2 separate regions of the Anas platyrhynchos genome follow, and region 1 is linked to region 2. Evidence: chromatin contacts called from public Hi-C data. All regions are on one chromosome and are shown on one strand. Each heading gives the region's core, a stretch centred on a gene start, on an enhancer-like site or on the middle of the called end of the contact. The rest is flanking DNA. Distances are from core to core; before and after follow the strand shown.

The links. A called contact is a pair of places that touch in the nucleus more often than the background predicts.
Region 1: a Hi-C map of liver shows a contact between it and region 2, with 2.2 times the contacts expected there. The contact joins two enhancer-like sites. A contact is called at or near these places in 2 of 8 Hi-C or Micro-C datasets (liver and subcutaneous adipose tissue).

What each region holds. Positions count from the first base shown.
Region 1 is chr3:71,956,090-71,961,164 of IASCAAS_PekinDuck_T2T, reverse strand. LOC101800985 (tubulin epsilon chain) reads right to left here. Exons shown (of 39, transcript XM_038175943.2): 3 at 3,612-3,736. It overlaps LOC119716309 (a long non-coding RNA gene), which reads left to right. Exons shown (of 2, transcript XR_005264137.2): 2 at 657-5,075. Among named protein-coding and RNA genes, the nearest start is that of CCN6, 87 kb to the left of the region's middle. Within about 2 kb of position 1,609, at least 3 of the 8 cell types and tissues checked have an H3K27ac peak or open chromatin away from gene starts, as enhancers often do. A contact at or near this core is called in subcutaneous adipose tissue, where this site is marked.
Region 2 is chr3:71,891,956-71,897,726 of IASCAAS_PekinDuck_T2T, reverse strand. All of the region lies in intron 1 of LOC119716507 (a long non-coding RNA gene), which reads left to right. Among named protein-coding and RNA genes, the nearest start is that of CCN6, 150 kb to the left of the region's middle. Within about 2 kb of position 2,181, at least 1 of the 8 cell types and tissues checked has an H3K27ac peak or open chromatin away from gene starts, as enhancers often do. A contact at or near this core is called in subcutaneous adipose tissue, where this site is marked.

The DNA of each region.
Region 1 (5,075 bases), core at 360-2,859, 64 kb before region 2:
GGAGTTTAACTTTATAAATGATGGACATTTGCTGTCAGTGCAAACTCTGGCTCTTGGTTCCTCACTGCTAATTTTTTTTTTCACAGGTATCCTTAAACTTCATATGTGATGTACACTATACTCCTTGTTTAGTCTTTTTAATGAGTATTGAAAGCACTAATTAGTGTATAACACTATGGAGCTATATAATTCCCAGATACATGTACATTTCTGTATTGCAGTGTAGATTGGAGACACCTTCAGGTTTTGTTTCACATGTTTTAGACCAGGGACTTGGATAAATATGTATGTCATGCAAACCTAATTGCTTCCTCTCTTGTACTTTAAGGGACATGATATTGCTTTTAAAAGACACTGCAGAGAGCCCTTCAGGAATTTAGACTCTGGAATGGGTACAGTAGTTTCCTGTGCAAATCCCACAATTTTCCTTAAATCTGATCTGGAAGTAGCAAGTGGAAAACTGAACTAATTGGTGCTGTCCTCATTTACAGTAATTGAGGATTCTCCATGGTCTCTCTGAGAAATCTGGAAAGACCCTGGGGTCCCTTGTGAGACCAACTTGCCCTTTAGTGATACTGATTGCAGTAATGTCTTGTGCTGTAATTTGCATTGTCATGATTCTAAACCATTGATTCCTTGCTTTCTGATGTTTTCAGGATTTAACAACTGTGCAACAAAATAGGAGACAAGAAAGAGCAGCAGTCAAATTTGGAAAGTGCAAATTCCATACACTTCAAATACAGTGATATATATGACTTAAATACATCTGCTGTTAGAAGACATACATCCTAGAGGTGTTTCCAGTTAGATTGCAATCTGTTCAAGATCTGTTCCCAGTACTGGGAAGCAACTGGCACACTAAGTGGCAGTAGTTGTCAGCTGCAGGCCCACGATTTCTAAAATGGAGGCCCTGAGACCTGCAGCTAACATCCTGAGTGGTACCACCTCTGGTTCCTAAAGGGTAGTGTTCCCCTTGAGAAATGACAGCATCAAGACTGTAAGTCTGCATCCTCCTCTCTGTCTCCTGTTCCAGTATGATGCTGAGCTGTGCTGGGCAGCTGGAGCAGTTTGCATCCCTTTTGCACAGGATTTCAAAAGACTCAGAGCAATGGGAAAGAGCATGATCTACACACTACTTGTTCCAGGAAAGAGCTGCATTGAAAGGTGACAAGAATGCCTGCAAAATTTAATTTTCCATCAGCATTTCTCAGCTACTGGGACACCCAGGGTCAAATAAAACTGTGACTGGGTCTGTGTTGTCTCAAAACATTTCATATAACCAGAGAGAACACAAAATGAGATCCTTCTCGCAGAATTCACAAATTGAGTTCAGTAAAGCTTTTATGAGAACATGTCAAGAAAATCATGAGAGTTTGGCAGCCTTCCTCTTTTTTTACAAAGCCTAATTCCTTCACGTAGTTATACAAACCGCATTGTGAATTTAAGTTATGAAATAAGACTGAAGCCTTCCTGAGATTTTGTATTTTTTGTGACCTCTTAGGGGAAGAAAAGGTCATAAAATTCCCAAAGGTTTAGAAAGAAGTAACATCTGCTGGACTGTGAAGTAATGCCCATCCCCCTTTTTTATTCCAAAGAGATGACATTACACTTCATGTGGTTTACTCCAAAAGTTCCCTGGACAGTAGACATGAAGATGGTCTGGCCAGAAAAGCTGATGACACGCAAATGAATCCCAAGAACAAATATGTATCTGATGAGTCTGTCAGTTTACAGATTTGGTCACTTTGTCTAACTATTACAGATTCACTGGTTATTTCCAAAGAGAAACAGAGTTCAAAACAATAACCTTTACGTATTCTTTATTTAAGGCAATTAATGCTTCTCTGCTTTCTGCTAGAATTACTGTTTTGCCTTACTATACATGGAGTAGGACTAATGGAGGAAAAATACAAGAATAAGAAAAAATGGCTGGCCTTTGAATTTAGTTATGCAAGACTGAATGTTGCTCAGTCTTTAATATTTGTGTTCCAGACCCAGCTGAAGGCTATTGCTGTGGTCAGGTCTCTGTCATGCAAGAAGCTGTACAGGAAACTTCTGCATGTTATTGAAATACAAGCATAAGGCAAATTGTGTCAGGACACTATTTTAGATGTTGCCTTCAGGACTTGATTCCAAGGAAAACCCTGAAAAACTGAAGTGGATTTTTACAGGGATAATTCTAAAGGGGTGGCATGCGGATGTTGAAGCTTCCTCATGAAGGCTCCTAGCAAGTCCTGTTCCCTATCCCACACTGCTGACCTTTTGGGTTCAGGGCTTCCTTATCTCTAGGAGCTCCTTATCTGTAGGGCTGCTTGTGCCTGGGGGCACTGCCACAAAGCCTTGTGGTCTGTGGGCTCAGGCAGGGTCTGGGCTCAGGCAGAAGCGGCCATGCTCTGCCAAGTGGCACTGCAGGGAGGAAAGCCTGGAGGTGTGTCTGAGCCACCCTGCTGTGTCCTGGTTGGGTTTTGGGAGCAGGCAGCCCAGGCTGTGTGTGGTTGGCAGTGCTGCTCCTTACACCCATGTGGCTGCTTTGTGCCCAACAGGTTAAAAAAATCCCTTTTGCTAAGGAGAAAGCACTGCTTCCGACTGTTGTACTTCTACTATTTCTGGCATTACCTCTGCTACTGAAACTGGAGGAAGCAGGAAGCCTTGTCTGTGAGCACCCTCCCTCCTAAGCCTTTATAAATGTAAGCAAAAATAGGTTCTTCCCCTGTCTCTTGAGGGTTTTCTCTCTAACCTAGTCAAAGCTGCAGGTTTTCAACAACAGCTGTTCTCCACCCCATGGCTCTCCTCATGTCTGCAGCTCACCACGAAAGCCAGGAGGTGACCTGTAGGACTTTGGCCAGAAAGGTTTTGTCCTGTTGCCAGTTTGGGCTTGTGCCACTGAGCAGGTTCATCCCACCTTAGGACTGGATGAGTAATGCTATAGCAACCACAAACAAACACAATAAGAAAATTCCCCCTTTGTGACAAGCCCCACTTGGAAGTGGAATGGGAAAGAAATAAAAGAAAGAAAAAAAAAACAAACACACACACAAGGGGAGTAGGTAGCTCAATTAAAAATAGCCTCAACCTATTGGCAAGTGTTTAATAGCATTTCTTCTGGGCCCGGCATTGCAATTTGCCTGGATGCCTTTCTTGTGGAGTGTGGAACTCAAGAAAGAGGAAGCTGATAATGTACCGTTCAACTGCACTACTGATGTGCCACTAGGTCTCCAACAAGTGGTTACAGTTTGTAGCTTTTTGCTTCTTCAGAAGGCAAAAAGTGGGTGACACCTGGATCCCGTTGGCTCATCTTTGGTTTTCTACTAGGCCTCAGAGCTTCTTTCCTGAAGGTGGCTGTGTGTCAGCTGAAGTGGCAGCATGCCTGTCGCAGAGCTCTCCCACCCCTTCCTTTTATCTTTCAGCTGAGTAATCTCTCCTACATAAGAGAGGGAGAACTTGAATTTGTTCATATATCAAATATTGTGATTATAAGTGGGAAGCCTTCCTATTTTCCTCTGCTGGGAAGGGCAGCAGCTTTGTCTCATGCACCCAGGCAGGGATGCTGCCCCCACCTTACAAAGGGCCCAAAGCAGCCCAAACCAAAGACAAACAAAGACTCTACGTACTTGGCAGTTCCTGGCAGGGGACAAGGGCAAGGCTGGCAGAAGGTGGGCACTCCTCTGACAACATCACCGATGAAGCCGTCCGGACACTGATCGCAGTGCTCCCCTGTTGTGTTTCTTTGGCAGCCCTTCAGTGAAAAGAGAGAGAGTGATGAAAGTCAGATGAAAGTACTGCCTAGTTCAGAAAGAAATCATTTAGCTAAACACCTGGCCAAGCAGAATAGGGGTTTATGCCAGACTCCAATTCTTCAAGGAATCAAAGGCTGAAACCAGACCCAGTATTAGCTAGCACAGCTACAAATAAAAATGCTCTAAATGATCACACTGGCCAGCCAGCAAATGTTGGCAAGGTGCAGGAGAGGACAAAACAGACATATGTGCGTGCTGGGTGCTGGAGCAGAAACAGGACCGGCTGCTGTCAGAGATGCCATGGGTACTCAGGTGTAGCGGTCAGCTTTGCTCTGAGTTGTAAGTGCCAGCAGGAAAGATCGTTTTTGCTGCTATCAAACCAACATGAAAAATGTCTGAAGGTAAATGCTGTCAACAGATTTCAGTCTAGGCAGGTTTCAGCAAGGCTGCTCCTTGGGCTCAATGATTGGAAAAGAGCATCAGGGGAATCTGCAGGCAAATGGTGGCTAATACACCATGTGCCTCTGATGCTTTTCTCCTGAGATGAAATGTGTTACAGTATCAAGGGATGCTTTATCATTATGCCATGTTCTCATCTTAAAAGAGGTCTGCTTAATGGTGGGAAGAAGTGGGAGCCTAACATATTTCTTTCTCATGCCAAACTACATTTGCAGTGGCTTTTCTATAAAATACAGAGCAACTGCACAAAATGTCGCTCACTTTCTAAGCAAATTTTATCTCTGCAGTCTGATATTTCTGAGGAAATATAATTCCCCATGCAGAGGAAAATCAGCCACTGGAGTTCCATGACAATAAATCAAGCTATGGTAACTTATACAGAATATTTATTTGAAAATATTTCATGATGCTGGGTACAAAATTGTGCCTCTCAGATAACATACATACAAAAGTCAAATTTCTCTGTAAACAACACTAAATTGAATTCAGAGGTTCTGCAGGCCCAAATAAGCATTTTTACATCATTTAATTTAAAAATGGATAAACACAGATGTGACAGGTTACGTGGGCTTTCCCCTGTGCACATGGCAATGCTCCCACCTTCATTTCAGTAAAATACCCAGAAGCTGCCATTGAAAACACACAACCCTCCAAATTCTAACTGTCTTGTTGAATTGCTTTTCAAAGAGTAGGAAGGGTGCAGAAGCACTTTTCTTTCTTGCAACTGTGCAATGGGTTTTGCAATATCCCTGAATGAGAACTCTGCAATGACACCACTTCTTACTGATACAGTACGGATGCAAACAGCAATGCAAAGCAAGCAAAGAGCCAGGTCCATGGCAGAAGTGTGCAGAGCACTGTGCAGTGCATATTTGCTGT
Region 2 (5,771 bases), core at 932-3,431:
CTATCTCTGAAAGACAAGAATCCAAATCCAAAAGGAAAGCTATTCATTACAGTGAAGCTAATCTGAAAATGCTTAGTGTGGGAGATAAATGGAATTTTCATCTTTCCCCAAACTCAAGAATCCCCAACTATTTTGAAGAATAGCCAAAACCTATATGGGAAGATTTTTGTAATTTTCTACTTTACATACCATATGTAGTAAGTTGCTGACATTTAAGTGTACCAACCATAAATCAGTATGTGACCAGTTAGCAGGACACATACTGCTGTAGGCATGATAAATCAGGACAAAATGCACAGTATGCAGGACAAAGCATGTCAGTTCACTCACTGGTCTAGTTTCTCACTTGAAAATCGATGGATTGTTGGCTATATAAAACTCTCATACATGGGAAATTGTTTTCATGTATTTGCTCTGCATTCCGTTTGATTTGAAAATGTTCCTAACCAAGCTTATTGACAGTGTTTTCAAGTGGTAGTACTGTATTTGCATATTGTCAGGGGAAAGCTCTGAAACCTGAGAAATCTACTAAGTGACAATTTAATATAAGAGCACATTGATATATTTTTTGGAAATAGAAAGCATCAATAACAAAAAAATGCCAACTGTTAGGATGTCCAAACAGAGGAAAGAGGAGCACAATTACATTTTTTTTCATTAAATTTTTTTAATTTAATTTAATTACTTTCATTACATTTTTTTTTTTTTTTTTTTTTTTTTTAATTAGAGATGCAGTTATACTTGAAATGCACTGAATTGCATTTCCTTTTACTGGTAATCAGTGAGGCAGATACTTCAGAAAGACAGCTCATCATAAGGTAAGCTGGAAAGTATACTATGAGGATGAATATAAACCACTCTCCTGACTTATGCATTATAAATATGAGTATTGATGGTCTCACTGTCACATATTCTACACAGTATGGCACATCAGTCCAACTCCCTACATGTTTCTTCTCTCTCTCTCTCTCCAATGATATAAAAAATAAATAAACTTAAATGAATTTGTTACTGTTTCATGATCGAGTACACAGCAGCGCCCTGCATAAAGATAATCTCAGCTTGTCTCTGTTGAAAGGTGCTGCAAAATTGGATAAAACCATTTCCTTCCTCAGGCTGTCAGATATGGCCTGCTATTTTTTTGCTAGCTAGGATGAGAGAAGAAAGAATGTTAAAAATACCAAGAATTTTCTGTATGGCTGAACTTAGCCTAAAACACATTTGAATCCGAAAGGAGATATGGCCTTGAGAAACAGAGTATTGCTCCAGTTTTCCAGTCTGACCTCTGGTTGTCATAAGGTTTACAGCAGTAAAGGATATCTGGTGATGTATTCAAAGATTAATTGGGTTTTGAAGCGAGTAGCTTTGGTGGTAGGTTTAATGAAAGTCTATCACCAAGATTAGATGTAGTAAAAGAGACTGAGAGAGATACATCTTCTTGTAATGTGCCATTACCACTTGCCAAAGTAGCTGCCTTTCAAGGTCACACAAGGGCCATGACTTCCTTCAGCATACAGCATGTGTATCCAGCTCCCCAGTGCCATACATTGACCAGGTTGTTAGTAGGGTCCTGCCGTGTGTGCTGAATTGCTGTCTAACCTCGCTCACTGTGAGATGAACCTGCCTGGGTGGTGTGAATATGCCTAACGCATTTCTGCACTACACGGCAGTTGCAATAGCAGTAGGAGTACATATGATACCTGTTTGCAACTTTTAAAGGTGGTTATGATAGTAAATTATTATTTTTTTCCCCTGTATTGTCTAGAAAAACATGAAGGGAGGAAGCTGCTTCATCTAACACGAGGGATCACAACACAGAGTTTAAACCAAATGTCCCAGATGGGAGGAAGCAGCCCCTGGGTACGCCTCTGTTGGCTGCAGCTGGGAAGAGCTGCTTAGTTCAGTCTGCCTGCTGCACTATGTATCTGCTGAGTTATGCGAGGTGACAAAAGGCTTGTCAAAGTGCTTCTCCACAGCAGGATTCACCTCACCTCTGCTAGGTGTCGAAGAGGTAGTGTCCGATTTAAGCTAGTTCCTCAAGCTAGTTTCATAGGCACTGAAGTGAGGCGGGCACCTCCAGAGAGTGATTATTCCTGTCTGAGGGAGAGCAGATGAATCACCTTCTGGAAGTGCCTGTTCCTTTCCATTGACTCTAGAGGGAGTCTGGCCTAGCTGTGGACTGGATGTCTAACCCACAGAAGGATAACCCCAGCTGGGAGCAGGAATCCCACCCACAGCGCTCAACACAATGCAGCTCTGCTCCTTGTTAGCCCTTTGGAGCGCCACAGTAATAGAAATCAGTGCAAGCCAAGTCACAACATTAAATGTATTCTGTATATTTATTAAGCATTTGATTTCTCCAGGGCTTTCTGGAGCTCATCACTCACAAAGCTACTTTTTTTTTTTTTTTTTTTTTCCAGAGTTTATGGCTTTATTTTTATAACAAGCTGTCTAAGTGAAATAAATCATCTAAAAGTGGGAAGTAGGTAGAGAGGTTAAGCTGGACATCTGTGATTTTTAGTGACCAGTAAGAGATGGATAGCACCAATCTCTCTGCTTGATTTTCCAGTGACCTTGCTTGTAAATATCGATCTCTGATCCTTTCACAGCAAACATTTTCCTCAAGTTGTGTTTACATCATGAAGTTAGCTTTTTCTTCTGTTCTGCTAAGACCCATTGAGGGGACCAATGAAAGTATATGGAAGTGTCCTGGCTCTCAGATGAGGTGCCTGGATCAACCGTAGAGCAGACCACAATTGCAGTTTTGTGCCCCATTGAGTCTTCAGAAGTCTTATCTGCAAAGGTGAGCATGTTTTCTATTGAATGTGCAAGAACCGTACTTTTGAAGGGTCTGTAACTTGGTTAAATTTGTTTAGTTTTATACTGGGTAGAAAAAGCAGTTACAGACAGACTAGTTAGCCATCGTAAGTGCCAACTCCAGTTTGTGTTCTGAAATTTAGCTTTTTGAGGAACCAGGATTTATGTGTTACTTGTTTCTCTCCTTGGCCCAGTAAAGACAGAGAGTGTTAAATCCTAAAGCAATATCACCCAGCCTGTGAAATCTGAACCACAAACAGTGATAGTTTGGCAAAGTTGTACACTAAAATTCAGGCTGCAGAATGTGAAATGCTGTGGTTGGCAATAGCCTTCCAGCTCTCTGACGATTTTATTACATGCTTCTACAAAGTTAGTGTCCTGTATTTGCTGTGTTTTACTATGCTTATGCTTTTTTATGCCAGGAATGCAGTTACTGATCTACGCCTTTCCATTAAGAATCTGATCTATCTGGGTATACATACAATGGAGACTATTGGAATGTATTCCATTCTGTGTAACTTTTCTTGTATATGCACACTGAAACAAATCCTTTCAATTTACCCTGATATATTCAAGAGCCTGAAGAAAAAAAAAAAAAAGGGAACTAATAGGTGTCATAAGGTATTTATGTGTAGTTTTGGATAAGAATAGATGTCAAATCTAGAGCTGTAAATTCCTTATATATGCTTTTGTTAATTGATAAAACTGCTTAAATATATGCTAGGCATAGTTGTAAACATTTTCCTAAGAAGTTTTATCATGGGCCCAAGAGCATGACCAGACAGCAGTCATCCCCACACACTGGCTCCATCTCAGACTTGCCTCCTGACCTTTGCTGTGGAGATGTGTGGGCTGGGGACAGCTTTAAAGTGCTTGTATTCTGTTCAGTTCAAAGCAGATGGATTTAATTACAGGAGCTATAATTTGCAAAGATTTTGTAATTCAGAAAAGCTTTTAAAAATCCTTTCAGGCTGACTAAATAAATGACCCTTTATTACATTTCTTCATCTTTGCATGGCTGCAGGGAGTTTTACAAGGACCTCTGCTGTTCATTTAATTTATTACACCACCTTATGCTTTACATTCCTCTAAGTTCTCATTTTATGAGTTCTCGTTTTGTTGGTCTTTCACAACATTTTTTCATGCCCCTTGTGTGCTTGCATGTACCAATTATGTGTCACATAAAAATCGTAAATCCCCCAATACCAGCTGGTGTAGTTAATAAACTTGTAACTTTACCCTTGTTGAACTGTGTCAAATCCCTGTAACATCTGGCATGTTTTAATTTCTGTGCTATCAGGGGCTGAATTTTCATTTAAGAGCTCCCAGATATAGGCCTGTCAAGAATTTCTTTGCATTGTACTTTCTTTAGTCTCCTTAAACTGTGTCTGTAAGTCTGAAGACTTTCAAATGACAACTGTTAAATATTTATGGCTTTTTTATGTTTCATTTGTGTTAAGGTTATTTTAATTTTTTATTTTTTTTTTTTAATTTTGTCTTGTTTTCTGATCTAGTGAGTAGCCCAGCCAAATAAATAATGGATTGCCATTGCTCCCTTATGAGCTGATCTTCCTGCCTGACTCTGTACCTATGCCCTCTGCTTGGATCAGGAGAGTGGCAAACATGGACAGGGCATGTGTAAGTGAGGGTGGTTAGGCTAGGCATACAGTTTTCTCTCATTTCTTCTCTGTCATGTGAGATTTTTGTATCATTCATATTCTTAATATTATTTAATAACTCTGAGTTTATGGCCTTTGCTACTCAACAGTGCTGTCCTTAGTATCACTGGATCTCAGAATGTGCTTCATACCATTTGTACTGGGCTGGACATAGGTCAGAATAAAACCTCCCAAGGCTTTTCTTGTATTGCTTTTGGTCTCACACTCCTGCCCTCACACCTTCTCTGTCAGCCTCCACCTGCTTCCTTGTTTTGTTAAACAAAAGGCAGTAGCGTTGCTGAGGGAGGTTTGCTGGAGAGTGTCAAAGGGTTAATACTTTCTTCTCTCACTGGAATTTAATGGATCATTCGTGTCTTCCATATTAGCTCATCTGAGACTACCCCAAATGATATATGATCTGTGTAGGCACTTTCAGACAAACCATACCATTAACAATGCTTCCACAGCATTCCCTCAGCTGTGTGGAAAAAAAAGCTTTGAAAAGACGGGCTAAAGGATGTTACTGCTTTCATGAAAAGGATGAATGATGAGCTGTGGAGGGGAGAGGAAAACAAAACAGTGATACTCAGCTGGGGCCTCTTTCTGTCACCATTTTTTCTCCTTGGTTCAAGGTTATGGGTCTGCACACCAGTTCACATTTGAAGTGTGTCATGTATTCTCCTCTCTTGGAGAATAGCTATAATGGTATTAATATGAAAAGAAATCATTTTGCTGGGGGGAGTCACTGGAAGTCCTTGCTAAGAATAGATATGGCTCCAAATAAGCTTATAAAGTAACAAAGCGATAGGTCTCATGTACATGCTGGAAAGTGTCAGTAAGGCAGCTGTTACTCTGTGCAGACTAGGAGACCTGCCGAGAATAAGTGAGGGGGTAGCTCTGTGAAAGATCCAGCCTGAAGCTGCGACTCGAGGGTGATCTGGCAGCTGAAGAGACGCTCAGCTTCTTGGAAACATCACCTCTGGGCAGAATGGATGTGTGTGATTTTTGGATGTGTGTGATTTACCTTCTGCAGTGTAACTTACACCAAAGCACAGCTTTGCAGCACCGTCCAGAAAATGCAGTGTTTTGTGAAAGTGCTCCCTGCTATACACATACTCTAAAACACCAGATATTTCTGTGTGACTGACTGTCCAGTGTGTATGCCTGAAGCTGCAGGTTGTTAAGAAATCCCAGGCTTAGGTATGCCATCTCCTGAGACCTTGCTGAAGGAAATATGGACACATGGGAATTTATACTGAGGCCAGGCATGTTCTCCCATAATTACAATACAGTGCA